Linked DNA regions of Triticum aestivum: region 1 is linked to region 2. The links are chromatin contacts, called in public Hi-C maps. All regions are on one chromosome and are shown on one strand. The core of a region is the stretch at or near the end of the contact, and the rest is flanking DNA. Distances in the headings are between cores, read along the strand shown. Region 1 has its middle 180 kb from the start of LOC123133616. Region 2 holds the start of LOC123133616 (protein root UVB sensitive 6).

Region 1 (5,495 bases), core at 894-3,393, 180 kb before region 2:
CAAGAATGCTTTGGTTATCATAAGAGATCGTTTTGGCCTGTCCTTTGCCACAAAAGCATTGGGCTACCATGCTGCACTTTATTTACCGTTATCGTTACTTGCTCATTACAAACTATCTTGCTATCAAACTACTTGTTACCGACTATTTCAGTGCTTGCAAAAAATACCTTGTTGAAAACCACTTGTCATTTCCTTCTGCTCCTTGTTGGGTTCGACACTCTTACTTATCGAAAGGAATAAGGTTGATCCCCTATACTTGTGGTTCATTAGCTCGTTATGTGAAAAATATTAAACACTACTTTGATAATCCTGAGAAAACCCAATTCAACTTGATAATGCGAGACATGTTGGATCAACGTGAATACTTTAGGGATTATAGCTTGACTCAAAAATGGGAAATTGTTATGGGATCAAATTCATATGGTGCATTGGTATGCTCGGGATCTATGCTTGGGATATGATTATACTTGTTGCTCTAGGATGAAGGCTCCACATCTTCCCTTTTCATGCAAATTTAATGATAGTGAAACATTGGCTTCTTATGCTAATGCAAATATTGCTATGAAAATTATAAATACAATTCCTATACTAATGTATTTCTTGAGAAAGTCCCCGTTGTCCAAGAAGAGACTAATATTTTGCAGGAAACTATGGAAGAAGAAATAGATGAAACGGTGAGCTCATTGAATGAAAAGATGATGAGGAGAGCGAAGAACAAAAGGAGGAAGAGCGGATTAGCTACCCATGCCCACCTTCTAATAAGAGTAACTCTTCAACTCATACATTGTTTAATTTCCCTTCGTGCTTATCGAAGGATTAAGCTAGATGGAATCTGCTCTTGTCGAAGGAAATAACGACTCATGCAGGCAACTGGGCCGGCCCCGCTCGCGGACACTAAAATAGTACTAAGTGAATAAAAAGGGGGATAGCACGAGATTCGATCCCACGTGTTTCTGACATAGTACTAGGGCACGATCTAAGATAAAACGAGCCAGATTTCCACGGTTTTCCTCGTGTCTCAGTTTTATTGGTTTTTTTTTCTTTTTTTCCTTTTTCTCGTTTTCTTTTGTTTTTGGTTTGGTTTTTTATTTCTTGTCCTTTTTTGTGTTCTTCTTTCGGTTATTCTTTGTGTTTTTTCATAGTTTTATTGGTTTTTCATTTCTTACTCATTTCCTTCTTTTTCTTTGGTTTTTTTTCTTGTTTTTCAATGTTTTTTGTTATTATTTGTTTCTTTATTTATTTTTATCATTCTTCTTGCATTCGTTTTTTCGGGTTTTATTTTTTGCTTTTTTTCTTGGGTTTCCTTTTCGGTTTTCATTGTTTTTTCTTCCCTTTAGTTTTCATTCTACATTTTTTGTATATGTCAGAACATTTTTCAAATACACGTCTAACATTTTTGAAATACAAGTTTAATTTTATTAATACATGGTCAATATTTTTTCTATGCACATGTTTAACATTTTTCAAATGCTTGATTAACATCTTTCAAATATTTAATTAACATTTTTCATATACAATTAGTATTTTTAGTTTTATTTTTATTTTTTAGTTTCCATTCATTTTTTCATATACATCAAGAATATTTTTCAAATACATGTTTAATATTTTTCAAATTTGAGTTTAACATTTTTATAATGCATGATCAACAATTTTTGAAATATGAGTTTAACATTTTAAATACATATCAAGTACGAGTTTAAATTTTTTTCAAAAATGTATACAAATTATTAAACAAATTCTCGCACATGATAAAAAAATTAAACTCGAAATTTTATAAAATGTAATCAATATGTTATACATGTATATTTGAAAAAAAAGTTATAAAAACGTGCATGTTGAAATATGACTTTAGCATTTTTTTAAATGTACTTGTTTTTTTTAATTGCACAAAATATGTTATAAAAATTGCCCATTATTTCTTAATACATGTTCAACACTTTTTCGAATGCGTGATTAGCATTTTTCAAATACTTGGTCAACATTTTTTAAATACTTGTTCAACACTTATTAATATTCTTATTAGTAGAGTGTTAAAGGAAAAAAATAAAAATATAAAAAAGAAGGATGTAACCTCTTGCGCTCCTGGGTCGGCCAATCTTAGGGCCCCCTGTAGCGAGGGTTCTTTCCCTGTCCCTGAACGCGAGATATAGGGGCGCCCCTCGCTATGATGCAAACGCGTTCGTGCACCCTAGCGCGAGCGCAAGTGGGTTGGCCCAGTAAATAGTGCACAAGTGGTGAGATGTTTTTCTTGGCGGGTGTTTCAACGGCAAAAATACAAAAATATAATATAGGGCCTAATATGTTTTTGAGTTTTACTTTGACCATGGGTTAGCATAATAATGTATGACATGCATGCAACACAAAGAATGCCATTGAACTCGTATAATAATGGAGTTTCTAATGATATATACTAATAATTTTATCATTGGTCAAAATTTACCTCGTAAAAGGTATTAGGCAAGTTCTACTGAAATGCGTCAGTATTATCTAAATGTTCATTAAATCAAACAAATATTTTCCAATATAAAAAAATTTCATGAATTCATAAAAATGTTCACGAATTTTTTGAAAACTCCGTAATTTTGAGAAATGTTCCCATTTAAAATTCAATATTTGTTCATGAATTAAAAAGGTTCATAATGTTTTAGAATTTTTCATGAATTACAAAAATGTTCTAAAATGGAAAAGGTGTTCATGAATTCAAAAAATGCTTTCCAGAAATATTTGTGTATTTCCAAAAATCCTCATGAATTCAAGAAATGTTCGTGAATCGCCAAAGTTTTTGATGAATTAAAAAATACTTACAAGTTTCAAACAATATTCATGATTTCCGAAAACTGTTTGTGAAATCATATGTGGAAGAATTCAAAAAAAAATGTAGTCAAACTTGCGTAAATGTTACACTTTGTAAACTAATATAGGACGTTTTAGAGACTTGTGTAATATATGATGTTTTAGAGATGTCTATATTTACAACTTTGTAAAATTGTTCATGAATTTGCAAATAGTTCGCAAACAAAAAAATGTTCGCAAAATTGTATAAATGTTTGCGACATTGTATAAATATTCGCAACATTGTATAAATATCTGTGATAGGTAAATAATGTACATATATTTTAAAAATTGTTAACAGATTCGGAAATAATTGCTATTTAAAAAAATGATCGTGTATCAAAAATGTACGCGAATTTGAAACAATCTTCACTGATTTGAAAAATGCTCATCAAATCAAATAATGGTCACAAATCCAACAAATATTTCTCAAATTTTATAAATGTTTCGAGTTTGAACAATTTTTTACCTATTCCAATAAACGTCCGTGATTTCAAAAAGAGTTAACAATTTTGTAAAAGTGTTCAGAATTCCATAAATGTGCGCATATATTGTTTTTGAATTTTAAAAATGTTTGTGTATGTCATAAATTGCTCACAAAGTTTTAAAATTGTTCATGAATTAAGAAAAATGCTCGCGATGTCACTAAATTTTTAGGAAATCGGAAATGGACATGAAATCAAATAATGGTTAAAATTTGAAAAATATACTGGAATTTCAAACAAAAAGTGTGAAATAAAAACTATTGCCAAATTTTAAAAAACACAAAATTCTAAAAATGATATGTAGGGAAAATAAAAAACTAAAAAACATTATAAAATTAATAAAAGGAAACACGGGAAAAGGGAAAAAATATGTTGAGGGGAGGTTCTAGTGTGAAAATCGGTGAGAAAAAGAACGGCAAAAAAACCTGAATATGCGTGGGCCCATTTGTTGTCGGGTGTGTGCATTTACACGATATCTCAAGGCTTTCGCAGGGACTAAGATCCTAGATGTCAGCTAGAGTATTCTGTCACACCGTACCAACCAGGCCTTGAAGTGCTCGAGGTTTCTACCCAAACATCCAAAAGGTTAGGCGAGTTGCTCTCTCATTGTGAGAAATCATTTCTCTTATCACCAAGGGGGAGTGTTTATGAAGTAAAGGAGTATGGTATGCTAAATAAGGTGGCCTCATATGTGGAGGGCCACTAAGATCAATGACGATTTTATGTTGGAACTGTTGCAGTATTGGCAACCCTGCGGCGGTTCGTAAGCTCGGTCGGGGCTTTCCTTCGTCGGTGTTTTGTATTGTGGAGCTGAAAATTTCAAGGGGACAAGTGGAAGGATCGACATGTACTTTAGGTTTTCAAGGAGGGTTTGCAGTAGGTAGTGATGGGCGAAGTGGAGGTATAGGTGTGTTTCAGAAGCAGGAGTTAGATTTGAAGGTTAGGAATTGTACAAACTACCATATTGATAGTAAGATTGAGGATGCATGGAAGGAGTCATGGGTATGAAAGCATGTTCAAACACATAAAGATTTTGGAACCATTATCTCCGATCTATGGAAGTGAGACCATGGTTGAATGCAGCTGATTTGAAGGAAAAACTTGCTAATGTGGCCAGATCAGGACAAGCTTGGGGGGAATGGATGTTCGGTCATGTTTAGAATGAGTTAAGTGAGCTTAAGAAGTAACTGGAAATTTTGAGATTGGCTCCTAGACGGGTTCGGTCCTTCTCATGAGGAGATTAAAGTGCAAGATCAAATTGTCGAATTGAATTATAGGGAGGAGGTGATGAGATAGCAACACTTGATTTCCCATCAGAGAGCAAGCGCACATCATAGGAAAAATAATGTTCTTGAGCTGAAAAGAGAGGATGGATCAAAATGTACTAATCCTAAAGAGCTAGTCGAAATGGATACTCCTACAATAAGTTGGATGATTCTGAAGGGGACTATTGACATGGAAGATGTATTAAGTCATGTGCCGGTGAAAGTAACAAATAACATGAATGATGTTTTGTTGGCTCCCTACACCGAAAATCAAATTAAGCAAGCTTCATTCTAAATGTTTCCATGAAGTCCTGAGGTCCGAATGACTTTACAACCCAGGTCATCCAGAAACATTGGGATATTTGTGGTGAGGATGTTACTAGCATTGTTTTACAAGTGCTTCAAGGCGAGGATTCTCCAAAAGACTTAAATAAAACATTAGTCATTATTATCCCTAAGGTACCAAAATAATGTTACTTTACATAGTTCCTACCTATTAGTCTATGCAATGTGATATACAAAATTGTATACCAAGTGTTCGCTAACCGGTTGAAGCTCATCTTGCGTGCATTTCCCCTACTTTCATTCCCAGTAGGCTTATCACAGATAATATCATCTCTGCTTCTAAGTGTTTGCATTTTATGAAAAAAGTAAGAATAACTCTCACCATGCACTGAAACTTGATATGATGAAGGCGTATGATTGAGTGGAGTGGAATTACCTTAAAGCTATAATGAAGAAGTTGAGGTTTGCCCTAGATGGATCTCTACTGTTATGGTGTGCATTTCCCCTACTTGGTACTATTTAAGGGGGGCAGCAAGAAGAATTTTAACCCTCAAGGGTAATTCGACAAAGAGGCACAATATAAAAAAAAGACACAACCGTGACATTATGGCCCTAACGAAAACTTTTT
Region 2 (5,375 bases), core at 1,564-4,063:
AGGAGACAAGGGACACGATGTTTTTACCTAGGTTCGGGCCCTCTCGATGGAGGTTAAACCCTACTCCTGCTTGATTAATATTGATGATATGGGTAGTACAAGAGTAGATCTACCACGAGATCAGAGAGGCTAAACCCTAGAAGCTAGCCTATGGTATGATTGTTGTTCGTCCTACGGACTAAAACCCTCCGGTTTATATAGACACTGGAGAGGGCTAGGGTTACACAGAGTCGGTTACAATGGGAGGAGATCTACATATCCGTATTGCCAAGCTTGCCTTCCACGCCAAGGAACGTCCCATCCGGACACGGGACGAAGTCTTCAATCTTGTATCTTCATAGTCCAGGAGTCCGGCCAAAGGTTATAGTCCGGCCATCCGGACACCCCCTAATCCAGGACTCCCTCAGTCGGCCTCCCCCGGCTTTCCCTCTCCTCCCCCTTGTACAAACAAGGGAAGAGGGGGGCATAGGGTAGGAACCCAAGGGGGCAGGCCAACCACCTTGGGGCGCCCCCCTGACTGCCTCCCCTTCCCCACCTATATATATACACATACAACCACGACAATCTCTTAGCCGTGCGCGGCAGTTTCATCCTCCGTCCAGTTTTTCCGCAGTGCACGGCGAAGCCCTGCGGGAACAAGTTCACCACCACCGTCACCACGCCGTCGTGCTATCGGAACTCATCTACTACTTCGCCCATCTTGCTGGATCAAGAAGGCGAGGACGTCATTGAGCTGAACGTGTGTTGAACGTGGAGGTGACCTACGTTCGGTACTTGATCGGTTGGATCGCGAAGGTGTTCAACTACATCGACCACGTTGATGAATGCTTCTGCTTAACGGTCTACGAGGGTATGTAGACACACTCTCTCCTCTCGTAGCTATGCATCCGCATGGATAGATTTTGCGTGTGCATAGAATTTTTTTTGTTTCCCATGCAATGTTCCCCAACATGCAGGAGATGGCGGGCCGGCTCACCCTTAGCAAAAGGGTGTCCTCATTATCTACCAAGGGCTTGACACCAAACGCGACTGGATGCTCTCCAATCTTGGATTGTCATGTTATGTTTGTACTAACCAGTTTGCATCAACGATGTAGAATCTCATGATATGTTGTGTATTAATCACTTTGCATCGACGACGTTGTATCCTCCTGTTATCTAGACCCCACGACATTCTTTGAGATTCGTATCACAAAGAGTTTAATATCAGACACCTTCAAACGTGTCCCACAGATCTTGCGAGCGTGACTTTCTTGTCAGCTGGCCCTATTTGGTGGCAAAGTGACCAACAAGGGATAATGCCTATGTTTTGTTGAGTGTGTTGGGTGCCTACCATGACCCTGTTTTGCTATGGTACGATATCAACTTCGGAGGCTTCTGTTCGATAGTGCTCTTCGATTATTGGTTCTCGAGCTTTGGATGAAAACCCGAGGCTGACATATATTGATTGGACCTAGTAATGACGGTATATGTGCATTATCTCCTTGAAAACAATGCCTGGAGTTCTTTGAATTTCCTTTCCGGAGCAAATCCTTGATTTGTCCTTTCAGTGGTCGGATGTGGCAACTTGCAACTTGGGAGGCAAATCCTTCAAGGGTATGCGTGTCGTACCCTTGCTGAAGCGTTATTTGGGAGGAGCTATCTTTATATCGGGGAGGTGTTTAGGAAACAAGATGTTTTTTTGGAGGTATAGGAAACAAGATGTTGAAGTTGAAGACTGTGGAACATGCAAACTTTCTTTTTTCAAAGAGGTGCATGACGAATAGCTAATGTCGCCACCTCACAAATCGACCTTCATGCCTTGTCCGTTTCTATCATCTCATCCTCAATGTTTCCACAAAAACCGCGTTGCTACAGAGAGCAGATGTTGTATTAAGCAGGATCAGATCAGCCGTCTCTAGAGCCATTGGATCCTGCCCGAGAGAGTTGCTTGCATCAGTTTAGCTGTGACCCACCATTTGCAACATGACGCATGTTGCGCTCGGGGGTTTGCAACATGACCCATGCCACGCTTGGGGTTTGCAGTTGACCAATGTTGCGCTCACGTTACAAACACTCCTCGACCGCCCCTCGACCTGGCCGATACGTAACACAACCTGTCTCGCGCTAGACAGTCTTGCGACACAAGCCATGTTATAAAAGCGCACGTGAGTGATATTGTATTGCTGTTCGGACGGTCGCAAGAGGCGGTCGACGCACACCGAGTTCCCATGCTTTATTGGTCATCTTGATGCTTTAGTAACACTCCATTTATGAAAAAAATCCCGAAGAGCAAGACAAATTCCAAACGACGCACATGTTCTGTCTCTCCGAAACAACCACACATGGTGTGTCCCATTGCTGAGTGCAGCGTCTCACAAACCATATCGCCCTTACGCCACGAAAAACAATCGAAACGAAGCACAAATATCACAAGCCAAAAATATAAGCCCCACCATTTCCTCCCTCCCTCCCTCTCTCTATTCCAACGGTGCACCAGCCAACTGCCCACCCCTCGTGCCCACAAGCATCCGTTAGCCACTGAAACAAGGGCCCCACACACCATCCGGTCCCGCAGTGCCGCCTTGACGGGGCATCACAGCGGTACGCGTAGCAGCCCGCGCAAGCTGGCACCAGCAGCCGACCACCCATCCGCGCGCCACCCGGTTTCCTCCTACCCAATGACAGTGTGGGCGCAGGACACGCCCGGCCCCACATCTCAGCGGCACGGCAGACCGCGCTGCGACGTAGCGTCCGTGGGCGTGCCGGGCTGCGGAGTCTCCCCTGTATTTTCCCCGGCCTCGGGGGTATAAAGTCGTTCCTCTCTCTCCTCGGCGAAACTGCCTCGCTGTATCGCTCACCACTCGCAAACCCATCTAAATCTCACCCCCTAGCCACCCACCCCGCACCACCGCGATGGCTCCGGCGATGGGGCTCAAGCGGCCGGCGGCGGCGGCGGCGACGGCCACGCAGACCATCACGCTGCCCCCGCAGGGGGTCGCCGTGAGGGACGCGGTGCGCGGCGCCGTCAGGGACGCCGAGCTGCCCCCGAGGGCGCCGGCGATGTCGGCGCCCGCGCCCGCGGCCGCCGTGGACGGGGTCCTGTGCTTCGAGGAGGTGGAAGGCAGGCGGTGGAGCTACGTCGTCGAGGGCGCCGCGTCCTCCGCCGGGAAGACGGGGAGGGTCAGCGCCAGGGCCAGGGGCGGCTCCGCCGCGCCGGTGGGGGCCACCTTCAGGGCCGTGCCGCTCCAGTCTCCGCTGCCGCCCGCCGAGGTAATTTCTACCACCGGTGCTATTTGATTGGCGATTGCTATGCCCACGCGTGCGCCACATGCCTAGATCCTAATTTAGCGGGATTGCTGGATTTGGTGCGATGCGAGTTCTGTTTAGGATGTGTTAGGGCGTGATTGTTTTTTAGGGTAAGGCGTTGTTAATTGTACATGTACGTGGGTTGTTGTGGGGATATTTTTCAATTTTGCGGGTGCGGATCCAGAATTGTAGGCTGTATGTGTTTGCTCGAGGAATAACAGAGTAGTAGTCTCGTCGTTGGTTGTTTTTTGTCTCTTGCTGGCTGCTGATTCAATTAGTTGAATTAGAAATGTTAAGACTGGTTCACTAATTGTTCATTTGTGTTTCACCCTAATTGATCTATAATGTATAATTTTAAGTTTCATCATGTAGTGATCACTTCTATCTCCATTTGGTTAACTTCTGCTTCCATGGAAATGCTAGTGTTGTTGTTTTGTGTCACCGTACATTTGATTTGAGGCTATCTAGTCTAGGGCCTTTGCTCAGGAGCAAAGTTGCAGTATACAGACAAAGTGATGTCGATGTCTCTTGGAAACTAGAGTGCTTGCTAAATGGTGCGAAAACTCCTTGAGATTTTTTAGTTACTGTTGCTAGGCACATCATGGTTTTTTAATGTCTTGTTGATTGATCATAGGAGCTTGATGAACTACAATAATGATGCTATGTAACTGTGCTATTGCAGGAAATTATGTCCTTCATAAGGTCATATGTTGTGCCTGAAGGTTTTCCAGACAGCGTGACTCCTTCATATGTTCCATACATGACATGGAGGGCACTAAAGGTATATTGATCAGATTTATGTGCAGTTGCATCATTTACTAGATTTGAATATATCTTGTTTAATCCTGCTTTTGACCTTTCAGCATTTCTTTGGCGGCGCAATGAGTGTATTTACAACAAGAGCCTTGTTAAACTCCGTAGGAGTCTCACAAAGCAGGGCTACGTCTGGTGCTGTGGCTATTAACTGGATACTCAAGGTAAAGTGTTTCTTCCAATCAGTGGTGTGTTCATCCTTGACTGTTAGTTATTTGGTTATTGTCTAACAGTTATATTGTTTTCCGTTACTACAGGATGGTGCTGGGCGTGTCGGAAAAATGCTTTTTGCGCGTCAAGGGAAGAAATTCGATTATGACCTAAAGCAGGTGTAATATTTGAAACCAGTGGTTTGCAGCGCTCTTGAATTTATTTATTTCGGTTTCAGTAGACTCACTCAAATAAAAATCCACTACAGCTCCGCTTTTCTGGGGATCTCATGATGGAACTAGGAGCTGGGATAGAGTTAGCTACTGCTGCGTTCCCTCAACTTTTCCTACCGCTGGCTTGCATGGCAAACGTTGTCAAGGTTTGATCTCATGCCTTACTGTCACATGTTATGGCATCAATATGACATATTATTTCATTACTTGCAAAAGGGCTTACAAAAAATATTTTTTCTATTCAGAATGTTGCTGCTGTTACATCGACCTCAACCCGCACACCGATTTACAAGGCATATGCCAAAGGAGAAAATATTGGAGATGTTACTGCTAAAGGAGAAAGTGTTGGGAACATCGCTGATCTGGTAACCATTTATATTAGTGCTCCTGTTTTTTATTGTGGGCTTCTGCATTATTGCGAATATTATTGATCTAAAATGCAAATGTGCATATATTACCTATCTAACATTTATTTATTGCCTCTTTTATGAAGTTGGGCACTGGTATGAGCATTCTAATGTCCAAGAGGAATCCATCATTGGTGGCTTCATTTGCAGTCTTGTCTTGTGGATATCTGCTTAGTTCATATCAGGAGGTTTGCTTCTGATTTTTGTTTGCTGCTATTATAGTCAATTATCTATGATAAACTAATCCCCTAACCAGACAAATATTATTTCTGTTACCAGGTGAGATCTGTTGTGCTGAACACGCTAAATACGGCAAGATTCACTGTGGCAGTGGATTCCTTCATAAAGACTGGTACGTGAGCATTGTTTGTTAGAAACCTTTCCTCCTGGTCAGATCTTCTCATGATTTGTCGAAGAAAGAAGGACATATGGCAGTTTCCCTCAAATATAGTGCACGCATCACGTAAAATGATTGTTTCGTAATA

The links. Hi-C and Micro-C count contacts between places; a contact is called where the count stands out from the background.
Region 1: a Hi-C map of leaf shows a contact between it and region 2, with 7 times the contacts expected there. The contact joins the enhancer-like site here to the promoter of LOC123133616 in region 2. A contact is called at or near these places in 4 of 5 Hi-C or Micro-C datasets (leaf and an unstated tissue).

What each region holds. Positions count from the first base shown.
Region 1 is chr1B:485,095,574-485,101,068 of IWGSC CS RefSeq v2.1, reverse strand. No RefSeq gene overlaps it. Among protein-coding and RNA genes, the nearest start is that of LOC123133616, 180 kb to the right of the region's middle. Within about 2 kb of position 2,143, at least 1 of the 8 cell types and tissues checked has an H3K27ac peak or open chromatin away from gene starts, as enhancers often do.
Region 2 is chr1B:484,912,450-484,917,824 of IWGSC CS RefSeq v2.1, reverse strand. LOC123133616 (protein root UVB sensitive 6) reads left to right here and starts at 2,813. Exons shown (of 13, transcript XM_044553074.1): 1 at 2,813-3,251; 2 at 3,970-4,068; 3 at 4,151-4,264; 4 at 4,358-4,429; 5 at 4,519-4,629; 6 at 4,729-4,848; 7 at 4,977-5,078; 8 at 5,170-5,242. The coding sequence starts at 2,895.